Linked DNA regions of Macaca mulatta: region 2 is linked to region 1. A link is a contact called in public Hi-C data. All regions are on one chromosome and are shown on one strand. Each heading gives the region's core, a stretch centred on a gene start, on an enhancer-like site or on the middle of the called end of the contact. The rest is flanking DNA. Distances are from core to core; before and after follow the strand shown.

Evidence for each region. Hi-C and Micro-C count contacts between places; a contact is called where the count stands out from the background.
Region 2: a Hi-C map of fetal cortex germinal zone shows a contact between it and region 1, with 2.7 times the contacts expected there. The contact joins the promoter of SDHAF4 here to the promoter of SMAP1 in region 1. A contact is called at or near these places in 4 of 14 Hi-C or Micro-C datasets (CD4 T cells, cortical neurons, fetal cortex germinal zone and 1 more).

Annotation. Positions count from the first base shown.
Region 1 is chr4:114,903,410-114,909,137 of T2T-MMU8v2.0, reverse strand. It overlaps SMAP1 (small ArfGAP 1), which reads left to right and starts at 4,059. Exons shown (of 9, transcript XM_077999773.1): 1 at 4,059-4,326. The coding sequence starts at 4,209. It also overlaps the pseudogene LOC106997989.
Region 2 is chr4:115,000,948-115,007,313 of T2T-MMU8v2.0, reverse strand. It overlaps SDHAF4 (succinate dehydrogenase complex assembly factor 4), which reads left to right and starts at 2,035. Exons shown (of 3, transcript NM_001194396.1): 1 at 2,035-2,111. The coding sequence starts at 2,048.

The sequences.
Region 1 (5,728 bases), core at 2,810-5,309:
ATGCTAAAGCCCTGGTACAGTCCCCAGATCTCATCAGGCTTACTTATCTTCACCAGACAGTCTCCCAGGTATTTGAACTTGAATCCCAGCTCTGCGTACGATTTCCCAACATTGACCACCAGATGGATTCTGGCAAAATTCACCGAGTACACAAAACAGAGACAGGTGGCTCTGGCCGCCTTGTTGGAGGCCGGATTGTGGGCAAAACAGCTCTAGAACTGCATGTGTTCATCCATACTCCCAGGAATAGCTGTGTCTGCTTATCCTTGACGTTGAGGGCTTGCTTAAGGAAGTAGTCCACAATTCCTGTGCACTGCTGTCAACTGTCATCTGCTTCCTGGCGCCTTGCATCTGCTACAGCAGCTTCACCTGCTCAATCAGGGCCACAATTATCTTGGTGATGGCAGCAGCAATGCCACCAGCCAGACGGTCCTTGGCAAAAGAGATGGCCTGTTGTGTCATGGTTGCAGAGCAGGAAGCTGAGCACATGGAGAACTGGGAGGATTAGTGCTGCTGGCTCAGCCCTGTCACTGCTGGACTGAGAGGCCTACTCCTTCTGTTCTTGATCTGCGTTAATGGCATCACCATTTACCTGTCTCCCAACTTAGAAAGCCTGATGTTATTCTCACCTTCCTTCTCTTACCCTCCACATACAGTCAGCTGCCAAATCTTGCTGCTTCTAATTTTAAAGCATCATTTGATTCTGTCTCTCCCAAACCCTATGCAACTTGCTTAAAATAGGCCTTCATCATATCTTCTTTGGACTATTATTGAGACAGTCTTGTAATCTGTTCCCTTGATAAGTTTTTCCCCACCATGTTCTCCATACTACCGCTGTATGGAGAGTTACTGAGAAGAAAGCTTATGAAGTCATTTTTTCATGTAAAAGCTTCTATTGGTTCTATAAACCCATAAGGTTCAAACTCTGTTGCTTTGCTACAAAGCTCTTAACCCTCTGGTGTCAATCTACCTCTCCATCTTGTTTCCTTTCCTACCTTCACATTCTCCAAACACATTCTAGGTTTCTTGGGCCTCACATCCTCACTACTTCATATAACCCTGAACTTTCAGAAGTCCATACGTGTTTTTTAAAGCAATTCCTTTCTCTCCGCTCCACCCCCATTCACTTGAAAAATTCCCCCATCTGTTAAAAGCCAAGTTTAAGCATCACCTCCTCCGTGAAACTTTCCCAGATTTTCCCAGGCTACTGCATGTTCTGTTCCTTTTGCTCCTAGAACACTTTATATTTGCTATAGACTTTTCAATGTAGTCCTTTTCTATTTACATATTTTTATCTCATAGTAGACTGTAAGCTTCTGATAATTAGTGTACTAGATAGAAGTGGTTTAATAAATATTGGTGAATAAATGCAATGTTGTTTTCTTCCCAAGATGTTTTGGGGAACATGTCTCTTTCTTCCTACTATAGCCTTAAAATACAATCAACTCAAATTTAGATTTTAATAGCCTCTAAGCTGACCATCGAGAACAACACTATTCAATAATGTATCCACTAGTCACATGCGGCTGCTGAACATTTGAAATTCAGCTACTCCAGGCTGGGCGCAGTGGCTCGTGCCTGTAATCCCAGCACTTTGGGAGGCCAAGGTGGGAGGATAACTTGAGGCTAGGAGTTCAAGACCATGCTGGCCCACATAGTGAGACCCCATGGACCAGCAGGGTCTCCAACTCTTAGCTTCAATTTTTTGATAATTTCTTTATTAAGAAATAAATTCAGCTACTCAAAAATGAAACGAGCTGTGTTATACAGCATTTTGAAGACAATATGAAAACAAGAATGGAAAATATGCCTTTTTTTATATTACATCTTAAAAATATTTTGGATACATCGAGTTAAATAAAATGTATTCATAAAATGTATTTTATGTTTCTTTTTCTGTTTTAAAATGTGGCTACTGTATTATTTAAAGTTATATGTGTGGCATGCAAGTATTTCTATTGGACATCACTGTGACCCTTCAATCCATCCTGAAGGTCGTTTATTGGAGGTAAACCTGTATTCTGTTTTCTGAGTCCTTACAGTGCTGCACAGAATTTTTGTAGGGAGGACAGGTACTCAAAAAATGGTGTTTGTTTACTGGTTATGGCAGGACTAACTTTCCCGAAAGATCCTTTTTATTATGCTATTATCCTACTTGAAGAATCTACAGGGTTTTTTTTTTTTTTTTTTTTTTTTTTCCAGGGGCAGGGGTGCAGGGGGGACGGAGTTTCACTCTTGTTGCCCAGGCTGGAGTGCAATGACGTGATCTTGGCTCACTGCAACCTCTGCCTCCAGGGTTCAAGCGATTCTCCTCCCTCAATCTCCTGAGTAGCTGGAATTAAACAGGCATTTGCCACTACACCTGGCTAATTTTGTATTATCAGTAGAGATGGGGTTTCTCCATGTTGGTCAGGCTGGTCTCGAACTCCCCACCTCAGGTGATCCACCCACCTTGGCTTCCCAAAGTGCTGGGATTACAGGTGTGAGCCACTGTGCCTGGCCAAAATCTACAGGTTTTCTACTGTGAATTGCATCAAGGCCAGATTACTTTGTCTGGCTTCCCAAGTCTTCCATAACCCAATCATAGTTTACTTATGCAGCCTTATCTTTCACTCCGTCCTAAGTAGTACCTTTTGTTCCAGTCTGTTTTCCAAGGTACTTGAGGTCTTTACGCTTTTGTGCATGTTGCTCTTTCTTAATGTCTCCCTCCCCAGTCTCCATCTAAATCAAGCATATCTTCAGGACAAGGCTCATAAATTCTCCCTCCCACATAAGGTTTTTTTCTGTTCTTTTGAACTCACCAATATCTCTCTAGTTGCTATGTGTCAGAGCTATGCAGTTTAAGCTCTAATTTGTTTAATTACTGAACATCTTTATTGCCATATCCATTCAATTTAATTCCACAAACATTTTTTTGAGCCCCTGTGCCAAGAACAGGGCTAGGTAGCAATGAGGGTCACTTTTAGGCAGGGCCAGCGGCTAGAGATTAGCCTTACTAAAAAGCGTAAGACCGACTCTTGTTGATTGCCTTTCTTAGCATCTGCCTCACCGCAAGCAAGGACTGTGTATTGGGCTTATATAAGTCCCATATTAGAACTTCCTCATAATATACAACATGCCAAATCATTGAAACTGCCTCACCCAGAGTTGAAACCTCATGAGCCTGGATTAGGGTCTGGGTTCCAATGAAAAGTGTTTCATTTCTTTAGTTCTCTTTCTCTTGCATTAATGATCACTATTTACACAGCTTCTTGTTAAAGTATCACCGTCGAGTATTTGGGTTCCTGGTCACACTTTCTCCCTTATGGAAGGGCTTACAGCCAGGTGTTTCAGACTCTGGAATCAGACTGCTTTGGATTTGAATCTCAACTCCCCCACTAGTAGTTCTGTAATCTGGGCAGGTTACTTAATTCCTCTATGCCTCACTTTCCTCCTCTGTGTAATGAGGACAACAATATCATAAGGTTGGGGAAAGGGTTAAATGAGCTAATAGTTCGTAACAGAGTAATCACTCAATGAAATGTTATCCCTTAATACATGTCACTACTAGATTATTTCTCGTCCTTAAAATGTAAGAGACCGTTTTTCCTCTTTTATTCCATCCGTGTCTCCAGCTTCTAAACTGCGGGCGAATAAACCTCGAATGAGTAAATGACCCCACCCAGTCGCTAGTATTTCTGCATTTCCAATGTTGTGCCAGCAAGAGCAAAGGCAAATGGGCAAGTCAAAGTAGCCTCCTTGTAAAAGGTCTTCCATTACCGAGTTTTACTCGAGGCCCTCGCGGACCATCACATCTCAAAAGGGAGGAAAACCTGCATGAGGCAGTGCCAGCTACTTTTCAGGAATCACCTTGGGCCTTTTTGCAGAAAGATCCGGCAGGCCGGGCCGCGTACGTTCGGCGCATGCGCAGCGCGCCCGGCGCCCGGGTCCCTTCCTCCGCGCCACCCGGAAGCCTCGGCGCGTCCCACTCCCCCTCCTCCTCCCCTCGCCGGCTCGGGTGGTGTTTGCCGGCCGGCCCGGCAAGGAGGCGGGACACGTCGGCGCTACCACCGCCGCCCCTCCTCCTGTTTCAGCTGCCGCTGCTGCCGCCGCTTCCTGGGCTAAGCCAGCCCGCGGTCCCGGCGGCGCCAGGTGCGTTCACTCTGCCCGGCTCCAGCCAGCGTCCGCCGCCGCCGTAGCTGCCCTGGGCTCCCCGCCCCACTGCCGAGATGGCGACGCGCTCCTGCCGGGAAAAGGCTCAGAAGCTGAACGAGCAGCACCAGCTCATCCTATCCAAGCTTCTGAGGGAAGAGGACAACAAGTACTGCGCCGACTGCGAGGCCAAAGGTAGCTCGGACGTCGTCGCTGCCCCGGTCGGGGCCTCTTGCGACCGGTGACCTTCCCGCCGCTGCGGCGTTCAGGGCCCTAGCGGATGCCTCGGCTTGCCGGGAGGCCCCTGCCCTGACTGGAGGGCGGGTGGCTGAGCGGGCGGGCGCGGGGCTCCTGTCGACCCTCAAGTCCGCCAGAGGCGGCGGCGGCGAGGTCAGGCTCGCAGGCCCTGTCAGTGGCCCCAGCCTCCCCTCCTCCCCGACCCCGGGTTGAGCAGGTGCCGGAGTAGCGATGCTCGGACCCTCCACAGGGCTGAGGGTAGGAGCGGGGCTGGGAGCGCGGAACCGGACACGGGTCTGGGCAGAGCTTAGGGTTAGAGAGTTGCCCTCCTAGCTCTGCTCATAGCTATCTCTGTGGGTGGGGCCGCCCTTAGGTCTCGATCCCCTCTTCTACCCTCCGGTGTGACCACGTCCTCCCTCTCCGGTCCGGATTCTTGGTCTCCCAGACAGAGCCCTACCTGCCTGCCCCACCTGACAGCTTTTGTACAAGGCTCTTGTCTCTGCCTCTTGAAAAAGAGTATGGTGGTCTTTTTCGGTGGATTTGAGTTTTACGGAATAAATTAATTGGAGAAAGGTCTTTATTAGTAGTAGTATTGTTTTTTAGTCTGGTTATTAGCCAGAATGAAGAGGAATTTCATTACATGAATCTCTTGGAGGACAGTGGGTTTATATTTCTGAAGATTTTAGTAATTAGGTTTTCTCTGACCAGCTAGTTTGGGAGAATGTGTGGACACTGATTTGTGTACCTCATAAATGTTGAAGGTTCATTTTAAAGATCTAGAGACAGAAAAGACCTAATTTTAGTTTGTTCAGTTGGAGGGCTTCTGCCTCAGCCTTTGAAATAGATATACTATTTTTAGCTGCTATATTTTGTGTTTGGAGATCTGATTTATGTTTAATGCCTTGCAAGTAATCTCATCAGAAACATTTCTAATTTTTTTTTAAAAGAAATGTCTTCTGTAGTTAATAAAAGATTGCGTCTATTTTTAATTGGTTTATTTCGTTATTGGGCGAGAAATAGGGTAGTTCTCCAAAGCAGGAGACAGTCTCTTTGGGGAATGTCCTTTAAGATTTCTGTGTTATTTGACTTAGACTCTTCCTGAAGCTTTACTGTTCTTTCTCAATACTATATAAATGAGTCATATTTCAGTAGACTGGTAATATTTGACTAGACTGAGCCACACAGCATCAGCAGGTTTCTTCACTGTCATAACAGGTACTGAATTACTGGAAGAATCAAGTGGGAATACTGTAACTAGATTATTTTTATGAAGCACTTTTCAATATAGTAACTTGATTGAGTCAAAATTATATTTATCCTGTGTAACCTTTTCAGGTGATGAGTTTTTACATAGTGCATG
Region 2 (6,366 bases), core at 786-3,285, 100 kb before region 1:
TTGCCAATAATCATGTGAACGAGCTTGGAAGCAGATACTCCCTTAGTTGTGCATTTATATGAGACTGGGACTCCAGCCAACAGTTCGGCCGCAACCTCATTTAGGACCCGGAACCACAGTCACTCTGGCTTCTAGATTCCTGATCCACAAAAACTGTCAGAGAATAACTGTTTATTGTTTTAAGCCAGTAAATTTTGGGATAATTTGTGAGGCAGCAATAGATAACTAATATAATAATCTTGTTCTGATTAAGAGCCTTTCTGCAATGGAAGCCTTTTTTGTTGTTGTTGTTGTTTAACATTCAATAGAACCCAAATGTTTTCATACTCTGGGGCTACTTTGAGAGGCCCTCTTCCAAAGACCTAGTCCAAAACGTTTACATTCCCAGTTCCTAGCCACTTGACAAACCAGTCACTGCCTATGAAATGATGTAAATTTTTATCTCAAGCTGTATCTCTTTTTAGGCAAAGCATACAAGACAAGATAAACTAAATTCTGGCCAGGCGCGGTGGCTCACACTGTAATCCCAGCACTTTGGGAAGCTGAGAGGGGTGGATCCCTTGAGGCCAGGAGTTCGAAACCAGCCTAGTCAACATGGCGAAATCCCGTCTCTACTAAAAATAGAAAAATCAGCCAGGTGTGGTGACGCAGGCCTGTAAAAACATAAAAATAAATAAGCTAAGTTATGCATGCTGGAAATAATTTTTTTTCCCCTCTGCTGTTCCTTCAGGGCCTCTGTTAAGCGAGGCTCTAAATATGAAAAGCAGTCCGTTGCCAGCCGGGCCAGTTTATTAAGCAAAGCCATTATCCAACTTCGAGTTTTTCCCTCAGTCAACTAGCCACAAGGAATTCATCATTAAACTGTAGCTATAAGCTAAAGGTCAAAAGCATGACCTTAGGACTGTGAGCTCCCTACAAATGAAAACTGTTTCGGTTTTGACTCTGGCCCAGTTCTGTGTATCTCACTTTCTCTCTTCTTTCTTTTTGTTTTTTTGAGATGGGAGTCTTGCTCTGTCTCCAGGGCTGGCGTGCAGTGGCACGTTCTCTGCTCACTGCAATCTCCGCCTTCCGGGTTCAAGCGATTCTTCTACCTCAGCCTCCCGAGTAGGTGGGATTACAGGAATGCGCCACCACGCCCGGCTAATTTTTGTATTTTTAGTAGAGACGGGGGTTTTGCCTTGTTGGCCAGGCTGGTCTCGAACTTCTGACCTCAGGTGATCCACCCGCCTAGGCCTCCAAAAGTGATCGGATTACAGGAGCGAGCCACCATGCCCGGCCCACTTTCTTTTCGTGAAAGGATCTCCTTATCTAGGAGAACCAGATAATTCTCAGTTCATGATGAGAAACTTCGATCGCATAGCCACTTGATGTCACATGGTCAGACACTACCAAGGCCCAATAGCTAGCCAGAAACTTTTTTTAAAAAAAGAAAAGATACAATTCCAGAATTCTGGGGGCCTTCACTATGATTCTGTAAAGATTTCCACGAGTTGCACAAAGCATCCAGGTCTGCCACATACCACTCAACACTGTTAGAGCTGTTGGGATATAAGGGTCAAGTGGCAGAACTCCTTGCACTGGATCCTGGCCTGGATGGAGAGCCTTCTCTTACTCTGCACCTCATTCAAAAATGTCGCCTTTCATATCATCTGGTTAGTCGGCCAGAATGGACGAACTAGGAGCTGACTGAACAAAGATTTAAAACACAAAACAGGGAGAATTAGGTAAAAGAAGCATTTTACGTAAGAGAGTAAAAGGCGCTCAATCTTTGTAAACTATAAAAGGGATCTTCCACGGGACCTTTCGGCTTAGACTGACAGGCATGAACGTAATTATTCCCTCTTCTAATTTCAGCAAGGATTTGGCGTTTTAATGCGGGGTTCAAGGTAGCTTGAGTCTTTCTTGGCGAAAGAGCCTAGGAATGACTCTAACTCCTTTTCTAAAGCCAGCCACGGAGGCCCAGCCCCCGCAGGAACGCTCCGGATCCTGCCGCCTGCTCCTCCCCCTACTGCTTTGCGCCTGCGCGGAGGCTCAGGGAGTGGGCGCCATGACCCTATCGAGGCTTCCCGGGTTGCTTAGGCGGGTCTCGGCCACTGCGTGGAGAGCGGCAAGTAAGCACCTGGCCTCGGGGCCAAGGTCGCGGGAGGGGTCGTGAAGGCCCAGGCGCGGAGAGAGGACCCTCCAGCGGAGGAAGCCGCGTGTGTCCCGGACGTTCGGTGGCGCCAGGCGCTGCCCAGCTTCTCCCGCCCAGATGCCCACCCCGTGGCCTGGGCAGGTCCTTGCAGCGCCTGGGGTCTCGGGTGGGACTAGAGCGAGAAGATCGCTAATGCCCTTACCCCCGCCCGGACGTCCGCTTCCTGCCGGGCACGCGGTGGCCTAGCAGGACCACAGACGTTCCGGGTCGTACCTGTGGGAGCTCGCAGGGCACACTGCACTTTGATGCCCCTGAGAAAAATGGAAAAGAAGGCCTTTTGGGAATGGGAGTCGTTGATTTACTTATTTATTTATATCATTATTTACAGGAATCCGCGCGCCTGGTCCAGGATTTGTGGCAGTTTACAGTTTATCTTTTAAAAACGGGGAAAAGTGCAGAAGTGAGCCAAAGGCAAATAAGTATAACGTAAATTAGATGAAGCCAGGAATTGTTCGTAGAGAAAAAGCATTCATGCTTTCAGTAAAACCAATATTTTTAAACCCATTGTGGTTGGAAATTTTTCTCAAGATGATTCAGTTAGCAGCCCAGACTATGCAAAACACAATTTTAACTTGTGACACCTGGAGAAGTTATGCAAGTTGAAAACAATAATTATTGCCCTCATAATAAATGGCTCCGGATTTCTATGCAATTTGTTTTCCTTTGAGCAATCATTTCCCCCAAATACAAACATTTTACATAATTGTATAAGTTTTAAATAGTCCAGAAATGAGTAATACAGAAAGTGAAAGTCCCACATTATCCAAACCTCAAGGTAATAAAGTTAAAATTTTGTAGGGTTCATTCAACGTCTCCCGTTAACTAGTTTTAAACAATTATGAAGTATTCCATACATATATACACACACACACATATATATGTATGTAGCACACATGTAAGCTATAAAGCACAACCAGCATCTATGAACTCATCCTCCAATTTAAGAAATAGTCTCCATTGCCAAGGAGGTCTCTATGTGCTGCTTCCTGATACACCTGCGCAACGGTGTTTTAAATCTTCGTAGAAATGGTTTCATATTGTTGATTTTTTTTTTCAGCTAACACTGTGTTTTGTGATTGATCCGCATTGATGTATGAGGTTGTAGTTATTCATTCAACTGTGTGAACCTATGATACATTTTCCAATGCCCTTCTCAAAGGACATTTGAGTAATTCTAGAAACACCAGGATTGGCTGCTACACATTCTTGTGTACCTTACTTGTGCATTAGTGGAAGGAGTGGAATTCCTGGAGTATGGTGTAGGTCTTTTCAATTTTACAACATGATGCCAAGGTGTAACGGCATTTTCTAATTCTATAGCAATTTTCACTTCTACCAGCAGTGTATTAGAGTTCGTGTTGTTCCACAAACTTGCGAAAACTTAATTTTGTCTAAGTTTTTTATTTTTGGCTGCCTACAGGGTGATGAAATGACACCTCATTGTGATTTTGCTTTTCTCTGATTAAAGAAGTAAAACATCTTTTCAAATATCAACATTTTGTGAAACACCTTTTTCTCTTTTCTTTTCCTTTTTTTTTTTTTTTTTTTTGAGACGGAGTTTCGCCCTTGTTGCCTAGGCTGGAGTGCAACAGCAAGATTTCAGCTCACTGCAACATCTGCTTCCCGAGTTCAAACGATTCTCCTGCCTCAGCCTCCCAAATAGCTGATATTACAGGCGCCCGCCACCACGCCCAGCTAATTTTTTGTATTTTTGGTAGAGACAGGGTTTTGCCATGACCACAGGTGATCTACCCACCTTGGCCTACCAAAGTGCTGGCATTACAGGCATGAGCCACCGCGCCTGGCCTTTTTTCTTAACAGATTCTTATTTATATTCTTTACAAGTATTTGTATGCTAAACCTTTTTTAGTTATGTAGGTGTCAAATATCTCAATTTGTGGTTTGTTTCTATCACTACTAGGCAGAATAGAATAATGGGTCTGCATGTACAATCATGCAGCTTCGATATAAAAGGTATCTTTTAATAAACATGTTTATAATTTTATCTGTAAAATTTTGTTTTGGTCCTTTTGTTTATTGTTACTGCCTTATGGTCTTGTCTAAGAAACCCTTTTGTGCTCTAAAGTCATAGACATAGTCTCCTATATTTTCTTCTTAAAAATTTATAGTTTTGGCCGGGCGCGGTGGCTCAAGCCTGTATTCCCAGCACTTTGGGAGGCCGAGATGGGCGGATCATGAGGTCAGGAGATCGAGACCATCCTGGCTAACACGGTGAAACCCCGTCTCTACTAAAAAATACAAAAAACTAGCCGGGCGAGGTGGCGGGCGCCTGTAGTCCCAGCTACTCGGAAGGCTGAGGCAGGAGAATGGCGTAAACCCGGGAGACGGAGCTTCCAGCGAGCTGAGATCCGGACACTGCACTCCAGTCTGGGTGACGAAGCAAGACTCCGTCTCAAAAAAAAAAAAAAATTTATAGTTTTGCTTTTCACATTTAAGCCTTTATTCTACCAGGAATTGATTTTTGTGTATGGTGTGAGGCAGGAACCCATTTTTCTTTTTTTTCTTGTCAAACACTTGTCCCAGATTAATGTATTTATAGGACCTTTCCCCTAATGATATTCAGCCATCATAAATCAAGTTTACTTATACATATATGCATACGTTTATTTATTGGCTCTTTTTTCAGTCCCATTGACCTATTTGTCTATTCCTGTGCTGATACTGTCTTGATAACTATAACCATAACTTTGTAATAAATCTTATTATTTTCTGACTATTGTTTACGTATAGAAACCTGATGCTTAATGATTTTGTATCTAAATTACCTTATTAATTTAAGTAATTTACTTTGCATATTTTGGGGACTTTGCTGCATAGACATTCATATCATCTGCAAATGGTGACAGTCTAGTTTCTCCCTGTCTAATCCTTTTTTTTGAGAAGGGGTCTTGCTGTGTCACCCAGGCTGGAGTGCAGTGGCGCAGTCTCTGCTCACTGCAACCTCCACCTCCTGGGATCAAGTGATTCTCCTGCCTCAGCCTCCCGAGTAGCTGGGATTACTGGTGTGCGCCACCATGCCTGGCTAATTTTTATATTTTTTATAGAGATGGGGTTTTGCCACGTTAGCCAAGTGATCCAACCGCCTCAGCCTCTCAAAGTGCTGGGATTACAGGCGTGAGCCACCGTGCCCCCTGCCCTCCCTGTCTAATCCTTATATCTTTTTCTTTTGTTTTTCTTTCCTTGCTCAGATTTCCAGCACCATGTTGACTAGAAGTGATGACAGCAAGCATACTTATCTTGTTTATGATTATAAAGGGAATGCATTTGTATTTTATCATTAAGGTGTGATATTGCAGTCATTTAGATAAAACTGCTATATTTTTTTTTAAGTCACCATCTCCTAATAACTCTTAAAGCATGTTTTATAAATGAATCCTCAGGGAACAGTTCTAGCTATCTCCCAAATAACTCTGTTCTTTTAAACAAAACAATCACCTTCTTATTTTTTTGCTAAAACTCTTTATTTTGGATTTACATTTACTTACTGGATTTAGTGATCCGTAACTGTGGGTCTTCAGAGTCCAAGCCTTTGTGAAATAAAATTTCATGGAACATGAAAAAAAAGATGTGGTAGTAGCTGCAGTTATACCCTTTTCAGGTTAAGGAAGTCACTTTCTATGTAGAGTTTTGGGATTTTGTTTTGTTTTTATGTATTTGTATTTGTTTTTTAATGATGAGTAAATCTTGAAGTTTACTGAATTGATTTTTCTTCATCTTACTGAGGCGTTTATCATTTTCTGCTTTAATCTGTTGAGGTGGTAAGTTACAGATTTTTCTAATAGTGAATCACTTGCATTCCTAGAAAATATTCCAAAGGATCATAGTGATTATATTTTTTAATATAATGTATTTGTTGTGCTTATATATTTTTTTATAAATTGGCGTGTAATTTTCTTCTCTTATACACTGAAACCCCTGCCTCCAGGGTTCAAGTGATTCTTCTGCCTCAGCCTCCCGAGTAGCTGGGATTACAGGCGCATGCCACCACACCCGGCTAATTTTTGTATTTTTGGTAGAGACGAGGTTTCACCATATCTTGGCCAGGCCGATCTCGAACTTCTGACCTCGTGATACGCTGGCCTTGGCCTCCCAAAGTGCTGGCATTACAGGCGTGAGCCACCGCGCCCAGCTTTCCCTGGTTTTAGTATGAA